Regions from separate parts of the Mus musculus genome. Here regions 2, 3, 4 and 5 are each linked to region 1. Evidence: chromatin contacts called from public Hi-C, HiChIP or PLAC-seq and promoter capture Hi-C data. All regions are on one chromosome and are shown on one strand. The core of a region is the stretch at or near the end of the contact, and the rest is flanking DNA. Distances in the headings are between cores, read along the strand shown. Region 1 holds the start of Stk3 (serine/threonine kinase 3). Region 2 has its middle 13 kb from the start of Gm22208. Region 3 holds the start of Laptm4b (lysosomal-associated protein transmembrane 4B). Region 4 overlaps Vps13b (vacuolar protein sorting 13B). Region 5 overlaps Vps13b (vacuolar protein sorting 13B).

The links. Promoter capture Hi-C pulls out the DNA fragments that hold promoters and counts their contacts. A called contact is a pair of places that touch in the nucleus more often than the background predicts. HiChIP or PLAC-seq counts read pairs in DNA pulled down with a chosen protein or histone mark.
Region 2: a contact with region 1 is called in a Hi-C map of cerebral cortex, with 4 times the contacts expected there. The contact joins the enhancer-like site here to the promoter of Stk3 in region 1. A contact is called at or near these places in 5 of 39 promoter capture datasets (the 3T3-L1 cell line, the C10 cell line, hippocampal neurons and 1 more), 2 of 484 Hi-C or Micro-C datasets (cerebral cortex and cortical neurons), 7 of 115 datasets of contacts at active chromatin or transcription factors (astrocytes, craniofacial prominence, embryonic limb bud and 4 more) and 1 of 9 other capture datasets (embryonic stem cells).
Region 3: a contact with region 1 is called in an H3K27ac HiChIP or PLAC-seq map of microglia, with 5 times the contacts expected there. The contact joins the promoter of Laptm4b here to the promoter of Stk3 in region 1. A contact is called at or near these places in 2 of 115 datasets of contacts at active chromatin or transcription factors (astrocytes and microglia).
Region 4: a promoter capture Hi-C map of hippocampal neurons shows a contact between it and region 1, with 4 times the contacts expected there. The contact joins the enhancer-like site here to the promoter of Stk3 in region 1. A contact is called at or near these places in 9 of 39 promoter capture datasets (the 3T3-L1 cell line, 3T3-L1-derived adipocytes, cranial neural crest and 5 more), 1 of 484 Hi-C or Micro-C datasets (uterus), 11 of 115 datasets of contacts at active chromatin or transcription factors (the NIH/3T3 cell line, acute myeloid leukemia, astrocytes and 8 more) and 1 of 9 other capture datasets (embryonic stem cells).
Region 5: a contact with region 1 is called in a promoter capture Hi-C map of hippocampal neurons, with 2.3 times the contacts expected there. The contact joins the enhancer-like site here to the promoter of Stk3 in region 1. A contact is called at or near these places in 3 of 39 promoter capture datasets (cranial neural crest, hippocampal neurons and pre-B cells) and 1 of 115 datasets of contacts at active chromatin or transcription factors (astrocytes).

What each region holds. Positions count from the first base shown.
Region 1 is chr15:35,154,516-35,157,378 of GRCm38.p6, reverse strand. It overlaps Stk3 (serine/threonine kinase 3), which reads left to right and starts at 1,573. Exons shown (of 11, transcript NM_019635.2): 1 at 1,573-1,852. The coding sequence starts at 1,827.
Region 2 is chr15:34,543,668-34,546,367 of GRCm38.p6, reverse strand. No RefSeq gene overlaps it. Among named protein-coding and RNA genes, the nearest start is that of Gm22208, 13 kb to the right of the region's middle. Within about 2 kb of position 1,402, at least 5 of the 459 cell types and tissues checked have an H3K27ac peak or open chromatin away from gene starts, as enhancers often do. A contact at or near this core is called in cerebral cortex, where this site is marked.
Region 3 is chr15:34,236,645-34,239,344 of GRCm38.p6, reverse strand. Laptm4b (lysosomal-associated protein transmembrane 4B) reads right to left here and starts at 1,319. Exons shown (of 7, transcript NM_033521.3): 1 at 923-1,319. The coding sequence starts at 1,021.
Region 4 is chr15:35,913,656-35,916,355 of GRCm38.p6, reverse strand. It overlaps Vps13b (vacuolar protein sorting 13B), which reads right to left. Exons shown (of 62, transcript NM_177151.4): 57 at 1,406-1,582. Among named protein-coding and RNA genes, the nearest start is that of Cox6c, 23 kb to the left of the region's middle. Within about 2 kb of position 1,320, at least 52 of the 459 cell types and tissues checked have an H3K27ac peak or open chromatin away from gene starts, as enhancers often do. A contact at or near this core is called in hippocampal neurons and uterus, where this site is marked.
Region 5 is chr15:35,845,876-35,848,575 of GRCm38.p6, reverse strand. Vps13b (vacuolar protein sorting 13B) reads right to left here. Exons shown (of 62, transcript NM_177151.4): 43 at 1,569-1,730. Among named protein-coding and RNA genes, the nearest start is that of Gm41292, 40 kb to the left of the region's middle. Within about 2 kb of position 1,420, at least 21 of the 459 cell types and tissues checked have an H3K27ac peak or open chromatin away from gene starts, as enhancers often do.

The DNA.
Region 1 (2,863 bases), core at 324-2,823:
AAAGTTGCTAAGACAAGGAACCCATTGTAAAGGATGATAAACTGAGCCCATCTTAATGTTTGATAAATTGAAAAAAAATCATGAGATGAACTTCTCAAGATGCTTTCTGCTGAAACAGGAAAAAAATGAGGTTGATGTGGAAGTTAGGAGAATGCGAGGTGGGCAGGAGAGTTTCAGTGGTGATTCCCAGTACTGACATTTTAAAAGCTGGTACTGGGGTTCAATGGTTAAGAGCACTGACTTCTGTTCCAGAGGATGTGAGTTCAATTCCCAGCAACCACATGCGGCTCACAACCATTTGTAGTGGGATCTGATGCCGTCTTCTGGTATGTCTGAGGAAAATTACAGCATACTCATATATATAAAGGCTGGCATTACTGTGTGTGTGCATGATGAGGGTGTGGAAGTGTGTGCATGTGTGAGAGAGATGTGGCAAGGGTGTGTGTGTGTGTAAGCCAAGGACAACTTTGTAAAGTCTGTTCTCTCTTTACACTTGTAGACTCATCAGGATTGTGTGGCAAGTGCCTTTGCTTACAGAACCCCCTCATGGCCCAGTATTGACATTTTAATCACTTAGTTTTTGTTATTGTTCCTATTGTCCTGAGTAGATGAAATAGATATCAAGGTGTGTGTCTTATTTAGTTTCAGTTGATACTCATTTTGACTAATATTGACTTCATACACATGGCTCCAACCTCTAAGAAAACTTTGCCCAATTCGTTTTAAAGAATATTCTAGAAAAAAAAATAAGCAAACTCATTTGTATAGTTGTGAGAAGATGTGTGTGTGTATTTTATGGTTAAATAGTAGACAAATGAATGTGTAAGGGGTCAAGTTCAATGGGGGTTAGGGCTGTCGGGGTCGGGGACCCAAGAAAAAAAGAAAGATATTCCTTTAGTATCTTTTTCCAAGCACTATAACTAGTCATGGGCTTTCCATGTTACCCAACAGGGCATCCAGCAAGACTCTGGTGTTCTAAATTTGTGCACCAAGAGATCACTGCAGTAAATATTTTCTGTCATTGGACTGTAATTATTATGCTTGTATACAATCAAAATCAACCAGAATTTCCAGAAGTATCCCAACTACTATAGTTACAAATGCCAATTGGCTTGGGGGGCAGGGGAACGTAGCTAATAATAACTAATAATTATAAACAGGACAAGAGAGGGAAGTGAGGGCAGTTTTACTTCAAACAGATTTACAAGATGATTGGCATGTATTCTTGGGGAATCCTGAGAAATGAGTCAAATCTCTAGTGGACTAGCACCCCTCCACCAGCACAGTAGCTTTTGGGTTGCCAAAGTCTCACTCTGGTAGCAAGACATCTTCTTTCTGAGCTGGGCACTCCTTTTGGTGGCCTTTCTCCACTACTCTCACCAGCGCTTGGACCCGCCCACCCTTCCCGGGCTGCGCTCCGCCCACCCTCCCTAGCCCTGCTAAGGCCCGCCCGCCTTCCAGGGCGCATCCTGTTCACTATCCCTGGCTGAGCTAGGGCCCGCCCACTCTTCTGGACCGCGCTAGGTTCCGCCCACTTTCCCGGGACACGCTCCGCCCACCCTCCCTGTCCGCGCTCCGTCCCGCCCACCCTCGCTGCGCCGGCCTCTTCCCACCAGCTCGGAGCTGCAGGCCACGGCCGAGGGGCGGGGCGGGGCGGCCGGGAGGAACCGCGTTGAGGAGCGGGAGGGAGATCCGCCGCGGAGTTACGTGAAAGTTGGTTCGAGTTTCCCGGTGTGATCCCTTGCGTTCGGCCGGCTGCTCCCGGGCTCCTTTCCTCCCTACGGCCTTCACGGTCCATTCGGCCCTTCTTTCTGCCACCGGCCGCCATGGAGCAGCCGCCGGCGTCCAAGAGGTAACGACGGCGGGAGCGGGATGAGGACGGAAGCAGCGGCGCGGGGCGGGGGCTACTAGGCCCGGCCTGCCGCCGCGACCCTGTCCCCGCCTGCTCGGCGCTGAGCGCAGCCTGGTCCAGGCGCCCACCGTTCGGCTCCGTCCCTCTGCGAGGCCAGGGACCCAGAGGGGACGCCGAGTCTCCGTGCCGACGTCTTGAGGGCCTGGTGCGCCGCAAATTGAGTGGCCCTCGCTGGGTTCCCGGCCCTTCTGGTGGCTAGGAGGGTTTGAGTAGTAAATTCCAGAAACCTGGAGATAAGGACATCAATGCACGCTTCTCTTATTCTCTCTCTCTCTCTCTCTCTCTCTCTCTCTCACACTCTCTCTCTCTCTCTCTCTCTCTCTCTCTCTCTCGATCAAGTCTTCTTAATAATATAACCATTCACTTTGTGAAGACAGATCGCTTATTTACAGTTTAAGGAATTAAGTATATTAATAGCCACGCAGAATGTAAAACATTATGGATGTGCAGCAATGACAGGTGTTTCCCCCCTCCCCCCAAAGTTCTAAAGAATTTATGGATCCAAGATAGATGGAATGTTAACTTAGAACCTCTCCCCCATATAGTTTTGCACATAAAAACAGTGATACTTTGGTATGCTATATATTGTTTATGTTTAATCATGGACATATTGGATGCATCTGTGTACAATATGTTTGAACTAATCATTTCAATCATCTTAGGAAACTAAATGTCCATTGATAAACGTTCATAATGTCTTCTCCCTGTTCTCCATGAATGAATAAAATAATTGTTTGACGCTGGGTAAAACATTTAACCTCACTTTCATTTATAATTTACAAAACTGTCTAAGAGAGTGCTATAGTGAAGATTAAAGTCTTCATGTGCTCTAATATCTAGAGATATTTAGATGTAAGGTGTTAGACTCATGAGGTGGAATCGTTAAAAAGGTAGGCACTTTGAGAACCGTTGTGAATTGTGTGATTAGACATGTGAGCCTTGGTTTCTGGA
Region 2 (2,700 bases), core at 153-2,652, 610 kb after region 1:
CCTAGGCAAATGGATGGACATGGAGGATAGCATCCTAAGTGAGGTAACCCAATCACAAAAGAACACACGTGATATGCACTCACTGATAAGTGGATATTAGCCCAGAAGCTCAGAATAGCCAAGATACAATTCGAAAAACACATGAAACTCAACAAGAAGGAAGACCAAAGTGTGGATAATTTGATCCTTCTTAGAAGGGGGAACAAAATCAGAGCAGAGACTAAAGGAATGACCATCCAGAGACTTCCTCACCTGGGGATCCATCCCATAAACAACCACCAAACCCAGACGCTATTTTGGATGCCAACAAGAGCTTGCTGACAGGAGCCTGATAAAGCTGTCTCCTGAGAGGCTCTGCAAGTGCCTGACAAATACAGAAGTGGATGCTCACAGCCAACCATTGAACAGAGCACAGGGTCCATAATGAAGGAGCTAGAGAAAGTACCCAAGGAGTTGAAGGGGTTTGCAGTCCCATAGGAAGAACAACAATATGAACTAACCAGTACACCCAAAGCTCCCAGGGGACTAAACCATCAACCAAAGAAAACACATGGTGGGACTCATGGCTCCAGCTGTATATGTAGCAGAGGATGGCCTAGTTGGTCATCAATGGGAAGAGAGGCCCTTGGTCCTGTGAAGTTTCTATGCCCCAATATATGGGAATGCCAGGGCCAAAAAATGGGAGTGGGTGTGTTAAGGAGCAGAGGGAGGGGTAGGGGAGAGGGGGTTTTTGGAGGGGAAACTAGGAAAGGGATAACATTTGAAATGTAAATAAAGAAAATACCTAATTTAAAGAAAGAATAGTCAAGTAGATAGATGGATGGTTAATTAATTGAATTGATTAATAGAAAAGATACAATCTCTGCCCTTGAGACTCTTACTATCTGGTTGAATAGGTCTCTTTGCATAGATTAGTGTAAGAACAACACATTTTTCAAAAGATTTGAAGTCTGATGTGGGGGAGCGAGGTGGCTCAGCTGTTAAGAGCACTGTCTACTCTTCCAGAGGACTTGGGTTCAATCCAGTCACCCACATGGCATCTCACAGTTCACAATCATCTATGACTCCAGTCCCAGGGGAATCCCTTCCCCTCTTAATGGCCTCCAAAGACACCAGGAATGCATGTGGAGCACATAAATGCATACAGGCAAAACATTCTGCACATAAGCACAAAATAAAATAATTGAATAAAATAAAAGACATTTTTCTTTAACACCCAGCCAGAAAAGTCTCTCTCTCTCTCAGTCCTTCCCTGGCCAAAAAAAAAAAAAAAAAAAAAAAAAAAAAAAATCCTCGTCATGAAGAAGCTCCTGAGAGGAGGAAAGTCATCTGTGACCTTATGGTCCAGACCCAAACCAGCTGGGCCTGAGAGCCAAGAAAGAGTGCTAAGAGCAAGCAGAGCTGCTTGGCTGCTGTGCCTACCCAGTGCTGGGGCAGGTGCCAGGAAGTGCTTGGGACACCAGGCATGGGGAATGGGGAGCCAATGTCGATGCTGCCAAAGGGGCAGGACTGGAAGCAGCATGGAGCACAAACACTCAGACCCTGTGGCTCTCCCAGGGTGCGCAGCTGTAATTCTACCTAAGTCCCTGCCTGTACTAGTTAAGTCACTATGTGTAACCAATCACCCCAAACTGTAAAACCCTGAACAACAATCATAATCAGCCTGTATCATTTCCGTGGGTCAGAAAGCGAGGGTCAGTTTGGCTGGGCAGTTCTGTCTCAGTGCCTGGGGAAGTTATAGGGATGTACTCAACAAAGGTTGCAGACTCTAGGCTGGAGGGTGGGAAAGACAACCCACTCAGTAAACTGCCTGCCTCCCAAGCATGAGGACACAGGCCATTTGACAGACAGACCCTGCCTCGCCATACCCTAATATCACCTAAGAAGCAGTTACATAAGCGATTACGTTGAACCTTATCATCAACAAAAAGGCTGAAAATGCCAGGTCCAAAGAAAACTCCACTCTCCCAAATTCTGGTGCCCTAATTTCCTCTACCAAAGGAGCCACTTCTTTATCTGACCGAAGGACAAATGGCTATGTGTGGTGCCTATTAGCACACCAAAACTCCTGCTGGCCTCTGGGCTCTCTCAGCATTGCAAATACCTATTACAGAGTCTGAGCTAGCATCCAGGCTCTTCCTGACCCCTACCCTAAACTTCTCCAGCTCACAAGATTCCCTCCCCCATCCTCTCATTTCCATAACCCTGCACACACTCTGACTCCTCTCTCTCTCTCTCTCTCTCTCTCTCTCTCTCTCTCTCTCTCTCTCTCTCTCTCTTGCTCACTCACTCTAAACCCCTCCAATCCAATCTGCTAGCCTTGCTCAGTCTACTACTTTGTTTACTTGCTCTGGACTCTTCCAGATGCCTCTGGCTGGAGGCTCCATCATAGCTGCAATAAAAACATTCCCTTCAACCATACCTTGAAGAACAAACTGGGGGCTTCCAGCGTTCCTCAGTGGCCTGTACTTCATTGTCTCTTCTGAATCACATGTCTCCTAGTTCACTATCTCTTCCATGTCACACATCTCCCATTCAGTGTCTCTTCCATGTTCATGTCTCCTAGTTCACTGTCTTGTCCATGTCACAGGTCTCCTAGTTCACTGTCTTTTCGTGTTATGTGTCTTCTTCTGGTTTTTTTCTGCCTTCAGCTGTTCTCTTAAAACCTATTTTTAGCAAACACAGAAGTGGATGCTCACA
Region 3 (2,700 bases), core at 70-2,569, 920 kb after region 1:
AATTCTATTATGCGGCCATAATGGACCCAACTAAAGAAAACTTGAGACTATAAATAGAACTGTAACATCACGTGGAAGGGGAATGCATTGTTTAAAATGGCACAAGGCAGTTTACAATTCAATACTGAATATCTTTTTAAACTATCAAAGGGAGCTAAGAATATGTTCTAACTAAAAAGTTTTATATGCCACTTAACTACCACTTTCAACTACATTTCGTTGTTCTGCAGCAAGTAGCTCGGATCTCTCTAAAATGATGTCACAAAATCCAAAATATTGAGGAATCCGACTCAGTCCAAGGCTGCCAACCACCAACCAAGGGCAGCCAGCGCCACAGGGCAAGAATCCATCAAGCTAACTCGCTGCCCCAGAGAATCACATGTTTGTTCTTGACACAAATGTGAGCGCCAACCTGAAGGCCATTTTTAAAGAAAACTAAATTTGCCCGCCGTGCCTATTCAGAGGGATCACCTGTCCTCGGGCAGGAACCTGAGTGGTTGTTAAGATGGCTTCTCCAAGCCAACTGGAACACAGGCACACTTGGGTACCTTCCCTGTGTAAGAGCTTTAAACAGGCGTACGCAGGAAAATCCTCTCGAGAGGAACAAGAATTTCCCAACCGTTTCTGCTCGGACGCGAACTCGCGAGGGCGAACGCTGTGTAGCCGTGGTGCGTCCCGGGGGTGAACATGCCCGGCCCGCACCTCGCAGGGCCCGGTGCCCCACCCCCCCCCGCCCGGCCCCACATGCCCCCGCCACTGCAGCCCGGCTCTCCCCGAGAATTAACTTTCTAATAATACAACTTTAGGCGGATGATCGCGGGCGGCCCCCAGACCGACGCCGACCTAGAAGCGACTTAGTGGCGCGGGGTGAGCGGCGCGCGTGGGGACCCCGGGGGCTCCCTCGACGCCAGGGCGCGCTCACCAGGTACCAGACGCCCAGCAGGATGGTGCCGGTGCGGACATGGCAGCACAAACAGCAGCTGTGGGAGTAGAACCGAGTCCAGGGAGCGACCATCTTCATAGCTCCGGCGCTCGTGGAAGTTTGTGAGAGCGTCGCTCGCTTCGTCTTGGGTCCGCTGCTCCTGCCCCTCTCCTTGGCCGCCCCGACCCTCGGACCGCTCGCCCGACCCTTGGCTCTGCACTGTACCGAGAGCTCCGAGTGGCCGCTGCGACGGGACACTGGGCTCGAAGACCGCGGCGACGCTAGGAGGCAGGGGGGAGGAGAAGCCGTGGGTCACGTGGCCTGCCCGGGCTCGTGATGTCACCACCGGCTCCAGCCAGCTGCGGGCGCTGGGAGCGCTGCGCCAAATAAATGCTTCCTTGCTGGACCCTGAGGGAGTCTCCAGAATTTTCCTCCGGAAATGGGGTGCACCTTTGGTTAGGATTCAGATTCATTCCAGCTGTGTTTGCCTCACATCTAGCTTGCAAATAACCGGTGAATGCTGTGCTAGGATTGTAGTTATCTTGCAAACTGGCGGAAGGAAGGAAAACTGCTTAGAATGATTATTCCAGTCAACTGCGGTACTTTGAACCACTGCGGAACCCGCAGAGAGCAATTTATCTCAGCTTCCCAGCTCAATTACTTTAGTAGCAATCTTTTCCCAGAAAATAGAATGTGTGTCAAGGGCATCCTCACTGTGCTTCCGTGGCATTTTTAATAATGACTGAAGTTCTAGTAAAACAAAAACAAAAAAACAATTACTGCCAAAAGATCTATGCAAGTCACAATACACAGCGTTGAAAGAGCCCAGGCAGAGGACTAGGGTCTGGGGGCGGGGGATGTCCCTCCAGCTGCTGTTTTGGATAGGATCCAAGTTTAGCCTTTGATGACCACAGTGCTAGCTAAGAAGCTCTGATAACTTAAATTAAAAGTTCGTGTGAAGCCGGGCATTGGTGGTGGTGCACGCTTTAAATCTCAGCAGTCAGGAGACAGAGGCAGGCCAGCGTCTATAGAGCAAGTTCCAGGACAGCCAGTCTAGTCTATAGAGCAAGTTCCAGGACAGCCATCCTAGTCTATAGAGCAAGTTCCAGGACAGCCATCCTAGTCTGTAGAGCAAGTTCCAGGACAGCCAAAACTGCACAGAGAAACCCTGTTTCAGGAAAGGAAAGAAGGAAGGAAGAAAGGAAGGAAGGAAAGGAAGGAAGGGAAAAAAAGAGACCATGTGAAAGTTTTATTTCAGGATTAGAACAAGAAATAAAATGGGTTCAATTTGGCCGGTCAGTGGTGGCGCATGCCTTTAATCCCAGCACTTGGGATGCAGAGGCAGGTGGATTTCTGAGTTCAAGGCTAGCCTGATCTACAGAGTAAGTTCCAGGACAACTAGAGCTATACAGAGAAGCCCTGTCTTGAAAAACAACAAAAATTTAAAAAAGTTTTAAAATGGGTTCGATTTAAATTAAAGTACATGTCAAATAAGATGAAAGATGGTTCAAGATTGGTTAGTTTCACAAAGACGTGCATCTACCACACTCTAGTTTAAACTTGGCTTCTATTCCCAGAGATACCACGTGTAGGTCCTTGAGCAAAGATACAAGCAGGATAACTGTTGTGGGAGGAATTGGAAAAGCTCGGTATTTGTTTCTTTTCTTCGTAACATTAAAGATAATTTTCTCTCTGGGATTGTCTATTGTTAGTTATGGGCTGGGGCTTTCCTCTCATGTGGAGTGTTATCTCAGGATGCAGGAGGCTCTGAGCTCCAT
Region 4 (2,700 bases), core at 71-2,570, 760 kb before region 1:
CAACAAAGGAACCCAGGCAATGATTCTGTTTGGTTTTCCTAAAAAAAGACAACTTCCCATGCTCCAACAGTCCCAACTGCTCCAGCAAGTACATATGGATCTCAGCAGCAAAACCAGAAGACACCAATAGAGAAGAAATGGCAGGTCCCACTTCTGAAGCTATCATTTTTACCTGTGGTCTGAACACATAAGATACCCAGACACACTCAGACAGATGAACACACAGACTTGAACACATAGACACACATACAGACATGAATCACAGACACACACAGATGTATGAACACAGACACACACAGACATATAAACACAGAGACATATGAACACACAACACAGACAGACACACACACAGACACACACACACACAGACAACCCCCCCCCCCCCCGATTTTGCTAAGATGGGAGAACAAATGTAAGAAGCAGTCAGGATGCTAAATAAGCTGAGCTACAGTTTAACAGGTGTTTGCTGTCCTATTGTAAAACACAAACACCAGAACCTCAGAGGACCCATGGCAGGACTGAGAAGCCCACCAGGCACACATCTGTGAGTTTCTAGTCCGCTCCCAGGCCTCCCGGGATCTGGGGCTGGGGGAGGCTCCCTTTCATTGTCCATGGAATTTGTTTTTATTACTCTGGCTGCTCTCTTGCCAACCCCCCACCAGGAGCCCCCACCCTCACTATGGATCATGGAGTCTCATATTTCAAGCCTAAGTCTTCTTTTGAGGTCTTCTAGAGTCTTCAGTAACCTGCCCACTCATAACAGAGTTATGGTATTGTCTACAGTAAAATGCCTTTTATGGGCAAGAAGGCCTTTGCCCTGTTTTCTCTGCCTCCCGCTGAGAAGAAAAGGGGACTCAGATGGCCCTTGTTAGTTCCCTGGTCACTGCCAACCTGACCAAAATATCGAGCAAACACTGGATGAAATGAAAACATTCTCCTGGTGGGAAGCAGTTTAGCCTCCATGCCTGATGACCTGTCTGGACCACAAGATGGCACTGTGGATGTAGGGAGTGGGAGTAAAGCTGGCTTAGCAGTCAGCTTCCCCACTACAATGAGTCCATGTCCTTAGACAGCTATGACAACTGTATCTGCATTTTAGAAACATGATGAGGCAACTGGTGTGGGAGCCCTGCTGCTTAGCAGAGGTCACAAACACTGTCAGTATTTCTATATTTATTGTATAGAATAACAGTGGAGCCAGTTTGTGTTTTCTCAATGAGAACGTTTCTGAAACATTTTTAAACACTACAGGCAAGCAGTGATTTGTTTAAAACATGAGCTTTGCTATCATCCCAGCATTTCACAGCAAGTTAACACAACAGAAGCTGCAGGCTGGGTGAGCAAACTGAACAGCATGAACGCTTGAAACACAAGACAAGGCCCTGCAAGGACCGGCACCCGCTACCTTTGGAAATGTGCTTGACGAATGATGTGGTCCCTCTGGAGACTCCGCTCACGAAGGCTCCTGGGCCTCGGGTCAATCCCTCATATGGAAGCCTGAAGAAGTCCGAGATCCCATTCCCAATGCTTCTCACTAAGCTGGCGGGGCTGCCGAGGATTTCCAGAGACCCCACCACCCAGCCTGCAACACAAAGGGAAGGGGTTATTGAGACCTTGAGTTCAGCACTTTCAACACTCATGAAAAGTGGCCTGCTTTCTCTAAAATTCCCTTTCCACACTAGAACGAAGGGTGTATGACACCCATAAGCTTCTTTGGAGCAAAATATGGGAAATCATATCTGTGAATTCATAAATGGTGAACTTTCATACTTTATAAATCACAGTGTTCCTCTGGCAGCCTTGCAAATGGCTTTAATATGACTTCTGTGCCCAAGCCTCCTGTACTCCTGTAAAGGGAGCCATGTGCAGAGAACACCTCCAGCTCAGTCAGGCACTCTGGGCTGCAGGTGCTCACAGACTGAGATGTTTCTCCCTATCTGTCAGGGCGGCGGCGGCAGCAGCAGCAGCAGCAGCAGCAGCAGCAGCAGCAGCAGCTGCCTGGTGGTGAGAAGCCAGATGCTAAAATAGGGTATTGCAAAAGGGATGCAAGCTTTGACAAGGATGGAGGGTTCTTTTTAATCTTTCACAATCCTATCAAGCTGAGTACTTCTCTTAGAGTGGAGCTAGAGCCAAACAAATGTCTCTCCTTCAACCCTATTGGGCTGTGTAAACATCGGTGACAGGGACACACTGATTAGGTTAGCGAGAGGGAAGTGCTCCCCCACCCATGTCCCAGGAGCGTGGCTTTGGGTCTGCTTTCCTATTTAAATTCAGACTTGCCAGGAGCTGGCCTGCTCCAGTGGCTTGCTCACAGCCTTCTGCCTTTTCCCTTCCGCCTGGGGTGGGGACTGAGGGCTTGTAAGCCCAGAGGACTCCAGGGGCAGGCAAAGACCAGGGGCAGGGAGAGGAGAGATCTGAAAAAGCAACTTCCTTTAGGAATCTTTATGCCAAACTCAGTACTGTGGCCTTTTTATTGGGAAGGCTGTGAGGTAAGGCAAAGGATGGGAACTGTTCCCTCTCTCAATAGCAAGTCTCTGTGACAGAGATCCTCAGTTAAGTCACCAACCGAAGAGGGAGGCCAAGTCCCCAGGTCACTATCAAAGCAGAGAGCTTCCTAAAGTAGAGAGCATAGGACTGGCATAAATGTTGAGCCCTTTTCTGGAGCATTAGGGTGACAACATGGCTGTCAGTCATTAGGAC
Region 5 (2,700 bases), core at 171-2,670, 690 kb before region 1:
AGCCATCTCTTAGGATCAGCCTTTCCAGATGAGCTCCAGGAATCCTGGTGCTGACTCTGCAGGGGACTAAGTGTCTTTCTGTTTTGCTTTGTAGGTTGAGCCTGTAGCTGGCTGTGTGTGGCTACTAGAGTGTACAGCCACGTGGTATTGTAGTTACTTGGATGCGTATTTCTTGCCACTGATAGTGCATTGCTGGGATGCAGTGACCATGGAAGGCTATACAGCTAGTGCTACTATGGTTGGGCTTGCCTGGTGCAGGCCTTGTGTGTGTGTGTATGCCTCTACTTTTGTGACTAATTAAAAAAAACAACAAAAGAAACAAATAGAATGAGACAAAGAAACAAATGTAACATCCTCACGTCACACAGGGCAAATGAAAACTCTAACATGGAAAAGTTGCACAAAAATTGGAAAATATATATGATCTAGGGTAAAATTATGAATGCAGTATCATATTGTGTGAGAAGCTTTTAAAAGAATTTGTACTAAAAGGTACTGGAGAGACGGTTCATTGGTTTGGTTCCCAGCATCTCTGTCAGGCAGCTCATCTCCAGGGCTCCTACACTTTAGCATCTGTGAACACCTGTACACATATCTACCCTACTCACTCCCACATATATTAAAAGTCTTTTAAAAGAGAATTTGTATTACAAAAGCTTAGAGTTTTAATGTCCTGTTAGATTAATTTGATTTAAAATTAAGATATTTAAATGAATATTTCATTGTATCTACATTTTCAAATTTTATGAGAATGGGGTGATTTCATGTGAAAAATCTCAAGATAACTAAAAGACAGGAATCTAGCTCTTAAGGTACAGACAAGAAAAGAAAGGAGGTGGAGTCTGAAGTGGAACAGACTCTGAAGCTGGCCTATGACCACATGGGAAAACTTGCTCTCTAATTGAATGACTTGCTTTTAATCACAAGCAGATAATAGTTTATTACCCAGAGTTTTAGAAATACACTATTCTTGGGAATACTTCCTAGGACTTCTTTTTCTCATTTAAGACCACATCTTTGCATTTAATTCATCTGTAGACTATCCCTGCAGGGCACATCTCTCTAATTATCCCCATCTAAAGTGACAGAATGGAATTATACCACTTGGAAAACAGACATCCTTTGCTGTGTCTTTTCTCAGTGCTCCTCAGGGCAAAGTTTGTCATTGTGGTCACTGTATGATTCTGACTGTGACTTTCTGCCTTTACTGTTGACAAGCATCTGCCTGGTACATCTGAATAGTGGTTATTTGCCCAGCACCTGTGCTGACTGCATACCGAGCTCTAGTCTAGCTCCTTACACAGAGCAGGGGCTGTTCACCCCCATTCTGGGAAAAGCAAAGCACAGAAGTACAGCATGCTTGTCCAGCACAGGACAAGAGCTCTGCTCTACAGGCCTGTCTCTTTCCCCAGCAGTACCCATGCTTACCAGGGAGCATGGCCTGTGAGCATTCCTGGGTCTCCATCAGATGCCACTACACAGGGAAATAACCACACACAGACATAACTGCAGAATAAACAAATCCCCAATCGGAACAATGGCTGTTTGTAAGACTGATTCGCAAATACCTGTGGGGATTTATGAGAACGCCAGCTGTACTGGTGACTGTGGAGACTCGCCAAAAGAATATTTTCATCAGTATCCACCTGGCCAAACCGCAGTGTCTCCTGTGTGTCATTACAGATCACAAAGTGGCTGAAGACCAACTCTTCTACCTCAGGGCATTTGTTCTGGAAGAAAAAGAATATGAAAGCCAATGTGCGTATCAGATTAATTGCAAGATGTTTGGCAGCTGTCTGCCCAGTGGCCATTGTTTTAACACACAAACGTTAAAGCATCTGCTGTCATTAGCTCTGGTATACAGAATATTCTATACTTTTAGGATAAGCACAACAAAAATATCTTAAAGACATTATATGTTCCAGGAATGTGTTTTGATTTATAGTCCTACAAAATAAATCATACACACAGAAGAGGAAAAGAACAATGAGATCCCACAAACGTTTAACATTTCTTAAAACGAATTAACATGCTATAAAGAGTGCTGTGCTGGGCTGTGCACATTTCTGAACAGAGTACCAGAGGCTAGAATTACCATGTTCCCAGCCCTCTAAACTCTACAATCAAGGCCAATTACCAAAGCCACAGTTTGTACCCTACAGAAAGTAAGGATCATTTAGGTTACTACAATCCTGGGTCCCTTAAGAGGGAGAGAGGGAGCGTGTGTGTGTGTGTGTGTGTGTGTGTGTGTGTGTGTGTGTGTGTGTGTGTATGTGTGTGTGTGTAAATCTGCCCAGGGAGAGATATAAATAAAACCATAACTTTCCCTCTATTGTTAAGAGGCTGAACAGATCAACTCCAGAACCCATTTAAAGGCCAAGTTGCAGTTTTTAAGAGGATTGGTGTTAGTTGAAAAGGTTTCCAGTATCTGTTTCACTCAGCAATGGGTCAGTAGCTAATATGTCCCATAAGCAGTAAAGGATCATCTAACTAGCATGAGGTTTCTATGCTGATACCTTTTTCTCAGCCTAATGAGTCCCTACTAGTTGTGACATCAAAATCACCGGCTGCACTGTCTTTATCACCCAGGTTGTAGCATAAAAGCAGTCACCATGGTTTTAGGAAACTAAAAGCATAGCTAAGAAAGCGATCCCCTTGAGGATCTAAACTTCCAAGTAGCTTATCAATTTGCAGGAGGTA